Regions from separate parts of the Sus scrofa genome. Here region 2 is linked to region 1. A link is a contact called in public HiChIP or PLAC-seq data. All regions are on one chromosome and are shown on one strand. The core of a region is the stretch at or near the end of the contact, and the rest is flanking DNA. Distances in the headings are between cores, read along the strand shown.

Region 1 (5,272 bases), core at 1,537-4,036:
CTTTTTTTTTTTGGATTTTTTGGGTGGTACCTGCAGCATATGGAGGTTCCCAGGCTAGAGGTCCAATCCGAGCTGTAGCTGCTGGCCTACACCACAGCCACAGCAGCTCTGGATCCAAGCCGTGTCTGTGACCTACACCACAGCTCACGGCAATGCCGGAACCTTAACCCACAGAGCAAGGCCAGGGAGAGAATCCGCATCCTCACGGATACTAGTCGGGTTCGTTAACCACTAAGCCACGACAGGAACTCCTAGTCTAGGAGGAGTTCCTGTCTTGACCCGCAGATGGCTTCTTCACAAGAGCCAGTAAGGAGGAAGTTATTTCACGGTCAGGGAAACTGAAGCTGGTTACTAAGGGCTCAGGCTCAAGTTACATAGCTGGTTCCAGCCTTCCTTTGTCCCACTCAAAGTCCAGTGCTCTTTCTTTGCCTCAGTTTCCTCAACTGTAAAATGGGGATGATAATAACATGTATTTCATCGGGTCCCTGTGAGGGATGAGTGCTTTAATGTGTGTAAAAGCGTCCAAAAAATGCATAAAAATGTTTAAACTAGGGCCTGGCACATGGAGGGTGTTTAATGAATGCCCGCTCGTGTTACTGCACTATGCTTCGTATCTTACTATTCCCGTCACTGGATTCATGAACCGTTTGTGGGAGGAGGGACCAAATTACAGGCTTGAGTGTTATCCAGGATGGGGAAGGAACCTGCTTCCCAAGCTCAGAGCTGGTTCACGGGGGATCAGAACAGATCCTTGCAATTAATCTGCTGCCGGGCTCTGGCTGGGACAAAGAAACCTGCAGACACGGGTAAACCCTTTCAGGGGATGGTGTCCCCTTTACCCAATGCTGAGGGCAGGAAGGACAAACAGAGGCGAAGATTCTGACTTCTTAGAAGAGTCTTAGACTTCTGAACAGAGTCTAAGATTATAAGGCCTTTTACTCTGAGGCGGCTCTAGATTCTTCATGGCTTGTATTTTATCTTTACCAAGTAATTACACTGTAGGGTCTGGGTATGGTGAAAGCAGGGCATCAGTTCCCTTCCAAAGGTATGTCCAAGAGCCTTCTAGTGGTTAGGGTCAAGGGCTAGAGGGAGGGCTCTGAGCTCCGCCAGGGAGCCCTGGGGTTTGAGAGAGGCTGCACATAGGTCTGTCTGGGCCAGGAACTTACCCTGTGGCTTAGGCCTGAGTCAGCCTGTCAGTTGATAAAAATGACAGACATGTGTTCCTGCCACCCTGGGGAACTTGGAGAAAAACCATGGCAACTGGAGCTGGTTTCTGTGTGTGTGTGTGTGTGTGTGTGTGTGTGTGTGTGTGTGTGTGTGTGTGTGTGTTTAGGGCCACACCCAGGGTATATGGAAGTTCCCAAGCTAGGGGTTAAATCATAGCCACAGCTACAGCCACACCAGATCCGAGCCACATCTGCGACCTGTGCTGCAGCTTGGGGCAACACCAGATCCTTAACCCACTGAGCGAGGCCAGGGATTGAACCTGTATCCTGTGGATACTAGTTTTTACTACTGAACCACAATGGGAACTCCATGGGAGTTGGTATCTTTGCTACTAGGTATGAAGCTGAAAAGAGGGCAATGAAAAATATGAAAGGGAGTTTCCTTTGTGGCTCAGGGGGTTAAGGACCCATTGTTGCCGATGTGAGGATGCAGGTTTGACCCCTGGCCTCGCTCAGTGGGTTAAGGATCTAGAGTTGCCTTGGCCTTGGCATAGACCTCAGCTGCAGCTCCTATTTGACCCCTAGGCCGGGAACTCAAATATGCCACAGGTGCGGCTGTTAAAAACAAGAAAAACACAGAGAATCATCAGGAAAGATGCTCTATGGATGGCTTTAAAAGCTTAATCAAGGGACCTTGACTCCCCAAACTGTACTTGGAACCCCTTGCTGAAAGGTTGCTGAAACCACGTTCTTGAAATTGAAGTTTTCGCAGATCAGTTTACTCTCTCAGGAAAAAGCCCGCCAAAACAGAAATAGCATAAAGGGTTTAAAACACAAATGTCTGCAATTAGGTTTAGAATGAGGTCTTCTGCCTGCCCAGGTGTTCCACGGTTGGTGTGCTCTGGCCCCACTCCAGTTCCCCTGCATTAACGCCCTTCTTCCCAAAGTTTCCCAAAGGTGCGGTCCGAGGGGCCTTGTCTCCTTCTCCTCTTGGGCCGATGGTCTCCCAACTTCAGGGTTACAGGAGCTGCCCAAGGGACCCGTAAACAGAACAAGCATAGAGCTCGGCGCCTTGAAAGGAACTAGGTGAGAGGGATGGCGACGTTTTCCTGGAGGGTCACCGGCACTGACCAGTCTACCCGACCCCTGGGAGCCCCTGAGGGGCTGAGGCGCTCGGGGCGGGAACCCACCCCCACTGCCCGCCTGGGAGGCGGAGGGCGCCCCTCTGCGGGTTTGTGACCATCGGCTTTGGCACATGTCGAGGGACGGGGCTGGAGAGAGCCTCCGCCAGGCGGGGAAGCCGCGTGCGCCTTTCGGATGCTGGGGACCAGGGTGCGCGAACGCCCCTCGAGGAGGCGGCTCCCGCGAGGCCGCCGGAACCGCGCCAGCGGGCTCCGGGGGCGCCGCGTCCTCGGCCCCTCCAGCCCTCGCCGCGCGCCCGGCCGCCGCTCCGCCGCGTCCCGCCGCCCATTGGCTGGCGCCGCGCGGACCCTCCCGCCCCGCCCCGCCATTGGCCGTGGCCGCCGCGGTCCCCGCGCGCGAGCCGCCGCTGACATCACGCGGCCTGAGGCGGCGGCGGCGCCCCCGGCCCAGCCCGCAGCCCCCCTCGGCACAGGCGCCGCCGCGGGGCCCGGCGGAGGATGGTGCGCGGCGCGCCGGGGGCTCCCCGCCGCCAGAGCCGCAGCGCCGAGGCCGAGCGGGCCGCGGCGGGCAGCCGACCCCCGCAGCCGGCGCGGGGCAAGCGGCCGCGGTGAGGCGCGGGCGGCGCGGGCGCAGCGGCCATGGGGGCCCTGACCAGCCGGCAGCACGCGGGCGTCGAGGAGGTGGACATCCCGTCCAATTCCGTGTACCGCTACCCGCCCAAGTCCGGTGAGCGCGGCCCGGGGCTGGGAGGAGGTCGCGAGGCTCCCGCACCGGGACGCCGGGGGGCCGGCGGGCCCAGGGGCCGACGGCGCTGCAGTGCGATCTTGGAGGGTGGGATGTCTAGCAGGAGGCCTGGAGCGGTGCTTTAGGGCCCGGGGCGGTCGCGAGGGTGGGCAGCCCCTCCGCCGGGGGACGCGGGCGGCCCGGACGCAATGCGTCCTGTGACAGAGACGTGCGCTGGGGAGACTGCGGCTCCCGAGGGGCGGGGTGCCTCGTTGCAGGCCAGGTCCCCGCCGTCCGCAGCACGGAGTCCGCTCCTTCCCGCCCGGGTCCCCGTTCCCCTCGGGGGGCTGCGGGTTGGGGGAGGCGGGCTCGGCGTCCGAAGCAGGCACCTGTGCTGGGTGCTGGCACAGGTCAGCACATCCAGGCCTCCGGTGAGGGAGGGACAGGCGCAGGTTTGAATGAGGTTTCTCCAGGGAAAGCTGCCACTGCCTGCTGGAGGGTGGAGGCCGAAAATGCCTTTTCCGTGGTGCTGATGCTTTTCGAGAGGCTGTCGGAAGAACAAGGGTGTCGAACAGAAATATTGGGGGCTCTACGTAGCAGAGTCACTCGGGTTGTTACTTGGCTGGAGGAGTGACAAGCCTGCTTTTTGGAATGAGGATGGCTCTGGGACAGGGCACAGCTATTTAAAATGTAGAGAAGGATTCTCTTTGTTTTTAGAATCATTAAAGGGATAAATGTCTCAGCCTCTGGTTTGTAGCATAAATATTGGAGCTGGGGGAGGATTTTGACAGCACAAGAGGATCACATCAAGGACTTACTGTGTCGTACAGGGAACTTGACTCAGGATTTTGTAATAACCTTTAAGGGAAAAGATTCTGGAAAAAATATATATACATATATTATTAAACTATATGTATATCTATATTATATCTATATAAAATCGAACCACTGCTGTACACCTGAAACTAACACGATATTGTAAATCAATTATACTTCAATTTAAAAGTTAAAAACATTGAAGAATAACTAAAAACAAAAAAGAGAAGAAAAGAACTAGCCAATTCCGAACTGCTGGCACATGACCTAACTCTCTGCTCTTCATTTTTCATTGCTTTTCTCAAGACTCCTGGGGACTCATGGCTCCCATCTTCTCTTTGGCTTAGGACCCAAGGAGGATTTTCATGATCTTGGAGAGAGATCAGAACTGCAGCGGTAGAATAAAGACATGCTAATGAGAGGAGCTGGTTTCTCAGCGGTGTGTCCGGTTTGTGCCAGGTGAAAGCAGGGACCAGACAATGAACCTGCCCCCTGCAGGGTGTGGGCCGGAGCTGTGTTGCTCGCTGCTTTTGTGCCAGAGAATGAATCCTTGCAGAGATGAATATGCTTTAGGACAGGCCAAGATAAAGCCATGGGTCCTTAGTGTTTTAATAAAACGCCGGTTGAATTATGACTGTATGAAACCAGTGCTCAGGAAAGCATGCGTCTTGCTTTTCCATAGACACAAGAATCTGTGGATTTTTCTTTTCTGAAATCACTGCGCTTTTATCGATCAGAATATGGAGTGTGTTTTGCTGAGCTTAGGGGTTTCAGTAAAGGTTGCCTCCTCAGAAGGGTGTGCACCACTCCTCACAGATGGGAGTAAGCACGGGTATTTCACTGGGAGGCTGGTCCCCAGAGGATATTAATACAAGTATGAATCTTGGATGATAGTAGTGAAAGGGTAACGGACCAAAACTAAAACTTTTCTTAACCAGCACTGTCACTTCAGTGCCTATGGCCGTAAATTGTCCTTTCTACTCTACCAGTCTTTTAAGTTTTATCTAACGGGAAGTTGTTTTAAAAATTATTATTGGAGTTCCCGTCGTGGTGCAGTGGTTAATGAATCCGACTGGGAACCATGAGGTTGCGGGTTCGGTCCCTGGCCTTGCTCAGTGGGTTACGGATCCGGTGTTGCTGTGAGCTGTGGTGTAGGTCGCAGACACGGCTCGGATCCCGTGTTGCTGCGGCTCTGGTGAAGGCCGGCGGCTACAGCTCTGATTCGACCCCTAGCCTGGGAACCTCTATATGCTGCGGGAGCGGCCCAAAGAAATAGCAAAAAGACAAAAAAAAAAAAAAAAATCTCACAAATTCACACTCAGGGTCAGAATCACATTCAATATATACAGAATTTGAATAAAAAGATAATTTAAAAAAATTATTATTGCTTTTTTTGGAGTTCCCATCATGGTGCAGTGGAAACA
Region 2 (4,829 bases), core at 93-2,592, 340 kb after region 1:
GGGGCTGGTCCCTGTTTCATAATATTTTCTAGTTTTTCATCCTTCACCTAGGGAATCTGACTCAAAAGGAAAATTAGGCAGGTGGATCCCACCGTGGGACACTATCTGTCAGGAAATCAGCTGTCTGCTTAAAATCCAACTCTGATCACTTAAGATTAAAGATGCACCAGCACTGCCAGGTGGGACACCCCCCTCCCACATTTCCCACAAAGATTCACCTCAGAGGTGGGGGAGTTTACACAACCACAGGGGCTCCCCCCCCGCCCCCCCCGAGGGGGTAGTAGTGCTGGGTCACGATGATCAGCCCTATTTTGTAAGCTCCCCGTCTTGCATTGTGCCCAGATCCATTCAGTTACTTGAATTCTGGTTTAAATCTTCTGGCCTGGAAAATGCTGGGGAGCCCAATTGCAAAGCCTGAACATTCTAGAGGGAGCAGCGCCACGCGAGGCCAGCTGTGGTGGAGGCGGCGGTGAGGTGTGGCCGCTGGACCCAGGTTCCTCTCCCAGCGCGGTGAGTCTCACCGCCCACCTCGGAGGGTGTGGCTTTGATTTCCTGGAAGAGAAGGCAGTTTTTCCGGATTCCCTTCTGCCAGTCAGCCAGCCCATCACATCCTGGAACAAAGACTGGGTCCTGCACTCATCTATATATCTCAGCGGTTACTTAAGTGGGTTGGGCTGCGGGGGAAGGAGGGACAAAGTCATGTAGAAAGCGTTCCCTAAACGTTTGTGGGGAGTCCCATCATGCCTCAGTGGTTGACAAGCCGAACTAGTGTCCATGAAGAGGCAGGTTCGATCCCCTGCCTCGCTCAGTGGTGGGGCTCTGTTGTTGCTGTGAGCTGTGGCGTAGGCCATCAGCTACAGCTCCACTTGGACCCCTAGCCTGGGAACCTCCATATGCCGCAGGTGCGGCCCTAAAAAATAAAAATAAGAAAATAAACATTCGTGGGCTGAAAGAAGGTGCCCCAGTAAACGGTCACCGCTGCACACAGCAGCCTTCACGTCCAGGGCCTTTATGACTAACTCCTCTGTGACTCGCGCAACTGTTTATTTCAGTCCTTTGGTCGACTGGGTGGAAGAGGGTGGGAAGTGCGCAAGCTGATGAGTTATGCAATTAGTGGAGTCAATCCACGCCTAGAGTCTGTGAGACTACAAGTTCCAGCATGCGTCCGTCCACTAGCCTAGGGAGAGGTCGAGGTGGGCGAGCAGTGCTTCTGGGAATTGTAGTCTCGAACTTGTTTGTGATGCAGGCGAAACTAGCGGGGAGGGGAGCGGGAGTAAACTATTAGCACGTGATGGCCGGATCAGGTGGTAGGGCCAACCTCCGCGCAAGAGCTGTGATTGGCTGACTCTAATACGAACGACGCCACTAGGGGCGGGGCCAAAGAAGGGCGCAAGCGCACTGCGTTTCGAGTCGAGTCTCGGGACCCTTTTCCGAGAGACCATGGCGCTCAACAAGAATCACTCGGAGGGCGGCGGAGTGATCGTCAACAACACCGAGAGGTGAAAACACTGCGCAAGGACCCTGGAGAACCGCAGGGCGGTTGTGGAGGGTGTAGGCGCTGGGCGGTCGACGGTGGGAAGTAAACCCGTGAAGACGGGACCTGACGGGGGGATGGGGGGTAACGGCTGGGGGCGGGGTGGAGGAAGGTGGGTGGGTCGTGAGGGAGCCGCCGGGGGTGTAGCGATCAGCTGTGGGTGAGGGTGGGGCGGCTGGACGGGGACCGGGTACGGAGAGACACATGGGGCCTGCGGGTAGTTCTTGAGCCCTTTTCCCAGAGTAGGTGACTTTAGAAATGGGGAGAGCCTTTGGCAAAAAATAATTACCATTTCGTGGGTATTTACTATGCTACTATGAGTCAGAGATGGCGCCTCTTTTACCTGCTTAAGTACATGAGCCCTGTTCGGCAGATGCTATTACTCTACGCATTTACATGCCGAGATAGTGAGGCACGGAGAGGTTAAGTAACTTGCCTGAAATCACAGAGCTGAAAGTACCAGGAGAGGAGTCTGATTCCAGAGTCAGTAGGCTTAACTGTCAGTATGTAGCCTTCCGGTATATTCCGGAACTGCTCAGTTTCCAGATAGGAAACCGAGGCCCAGAAGTGAAATTACGTAATTAATATTTGTCATATGTCGAAAACATTTTCTGTAAAGCTCTGTCTTTGCAGACAGACAGACAGGTTACTGATTTCCTGTTGGCTTGGATCACTCCCAGAGAGAGGTCTTCCACATCAAGGTTCTTCCTATCCATCCGCAGTCAGTTTTCTCTCTCCTTGGACGGCATTGAGAATGAGACCAGCCAGCTCTGGTTGAGCTAGGCTGACCCTAAAGCGCCTCTTGAAGGAGCAGAGGAATCTGAGCCCCCAGACGAGGTTTGGTGGGACCAGAGCCTATAGCTGGCTAAGGCAGTACCCAACCCAGAGCTGTCGCCTTGGAAAGCTTGATGAGTCAGAGGAGGTTCCTAGGGAGCCCCAGACCTCAGAATACTGACTTTTCCTCCATCTCACCTGCCCAGGGTCTGCCAGGTCCGACTCTTCCTGGCAATGACCTCTTTTCTCTGAGCTCTGCTGCTCTTTTCTGGTTCCAGTCCTTTTCCCCACTCACCTCTCCCCTGTGAAGGAAGCTGTGTCATCTGGGAGGGGAACGAAGACACACGGAGCCGTATGAACTTGAACCTCATTGTCTTGAAATCAGAGAAACCGCACATTGCTCCTGGTGTGTAGCCTCTCTGTGTGTGAGCCAGTCCCAGGCCTGGACAAACCCTTTTCATGCTCCTTGGGAACCTATCCCGGGACTGTTTCTTTCCCTCTCAGTGACACTTTTCTGGGACAATGTATTTATCCCGCTGGGCCTCCTCCCTGGCATAGGACTCAGTGCTGCTAAATAATGGTGTGCCTTGTTTTAGAGGATGCTTCATTTCCCAGAAAAAAGAAAAAGGAATTGTGGAAACAGTAATTGAACTATACATGCAGCATTTAAAATTTGATGTGTAGGAGTTCCTGTCGTGCTCAGTGGTTAACGAATCCGACTAGGAACCATGAGGTTGTGGGCTCAATTCCTGGCCTTGCTTAGTGGGTTGGGGATCCTGCGTTGCTGTGGCTCTGGCGTAGGCCAGTGGCTACAGCTCCGATTAGACCCCTAGCCTGGGAACCTCCATATGCCGTGGGAGCTGCCCTAGAAAGGCAAAAAGACAAAAAAATAAATAAATAAATAAATAAAATTTGATGTGTAAAAGGGTAAACCATACTCTTCAAGTCATGAACCCCTTTGAGAGTGGCAAAAATTACAGAGTCCCCCCCAAAAATGCAGGTACACCGTCATCTCCAGGGCTTATGGACTGACAGCCCTGCAGACCCAGCTTATGAACCCCAGGGTTTTTTGGGTTTTTTTTGTCTTTTCAGGGCCGCATCTTTGGCGTATGGAGGTTCCCAGGCTAGGGGTCAAATCGGAGCTATAGCTGCCGGCCTACGCCAGAGCCATAGCAACACAGGATCCGAGCCGTGTCTGCGACCTACACCACAGCTCATGGCAACACCGGATCCTAACCCACTGAGCAAGGCCAGGGCTTGAACCTACGTCCCTATGGATACTAGTTGGGTTCGTTACCGCTGAGCCACAGTGGGAACTCCATGCACCCTAGGCTTAAAGGAACCCTGACGCGCGCCCTTTGCTAATGGCCAGAGTCATGTCTTCAAATGTTTCTGTGGCAGGCTTAGAAAACACACCCAAACCGGAACGCCTATGCTAAGGACCTAGAAGAAAAGCAAAGTGCTAACCCAGATAATCTGACCTGACTTGAGGATTACGGCGTCTCCGGATCCCTGCCACTCTTGTCTGCTCTGGCACTTAGAGGCTGTGTGCGTGGGGTTTGGGAGAGTCTGTAGAGCCCCAGCTCGCTCCTCTCTTCCACGCTGCGATTGTCGTTTCCTCGCAGCGGCTGAAACAGACAACGTGCTGGCAACTCCTGGTCGGCACCTGCTCACCGGGAGGGTCCAGGCCCTGGGGGTGACGGAGCGGGACTCCAGCCTTTCTCATCGGGGCCTTTCCGCTTCTCTCCTCAGCATTCTCACGTCCTGTGACCATGTAGAGCTGACCTTCAGTGACATGAGGAATGTGCCCGAGGCCTTCAAAGGCACCAAGAAAGGCACCGTCTACCTTACCCCGTACCGGGTAAGTTGCACAGCGAGGTGGTTGGTTTGGCGGCTCGTGGCCCCTGGAGGCCACTGTGAGGTCAGCCTCAGCCTTGGGAGTCTCGTGGCCTCTGAACCGTGGTGACTGTTCGTGGGTGTCTGTCACATATGCCCGGCTCTGGAACCCCCAGGCTCTTTGCGCAGCTGAGCTGACCCCTGGCCAGTGAATCTGGGCAAATTCCAGAGCTGTTGCTGCAGAGTATCTGTAGCTGGAGGCAGCTGCTGGGCTGACCTGGGCCTGGGGGGAGAGGCTGTTTTTTTCGGGTCTTGCAGGAGTAGCCGTGAGGCCTTCGTGCACATCCGAGTGATAAGCACGGTAAATAGGATACAGGAGCAGGGCCACAGCCTCCGGACTGGGCAGAGAGCCCGGCAGAGCCCTGCAGACGAGAAATGCCAGACTGCAGAATGGGCCTTGCCAGAGAGTTACCCGGCAGACTCAGAGAGACTTCTAGAGAAATACGAAAGGACACGCGTGGAAGAGCATCGCTGCCTGGAGCTACCCAGGAGTTAGTCGTGAGGGTGGCTGCAGGAAGAGAGACTAGGGTCCCAGAGCCTGGCTCTGGGGGTTCAAGTTGACACCTTCGGAGTTCCCTCCCGGCTCAGAGGGTTAAGGAGCCTGTGTGGTCACTGAAGTAGCTTG

The links. HiChIP or PLAC-seq counts read pairs in DNA pulled down with a chosen protein or histone mark.
Region 2: an H3K27ac HiChIP or PLAC-seq map of alveolar macrophages shows a contact between it and region 1. The contact joins the promoter of WBP2 here to the promoter of RNF157 in region 1. A contact is called at or near these places in 1 of 5 promoter capture datasets (fetal liver) and 1 of 2 datasets of contacts at active chromatin or transcription factors (alveolar macrophages).

Annotation. Positions count from the first base shown.
Region 1 is chr12:5,223,192-5,228,463 of Sscrofa11.1, forward strand. It overlaps RNF157 (RING finger protein 157), which reads left to right and starts at 2,787. Exons shown (of 19, transcript XM_003357958.4): 1 at 2,787-3,035. The coding sequence starts at 2,948.
Region 2 is chr12:5,563,770-5,568,598 of Sscrofa11.1, forward strand. It overlaps WBP2 (WW domain-binding protein 2), which reads left to right and starts at 1,343. Exons shown (of 9, transcript XM_003131191.5): 1 at 1,343-1,499; 2 at 4,061-4,169. The coding sequence starts at 1,441.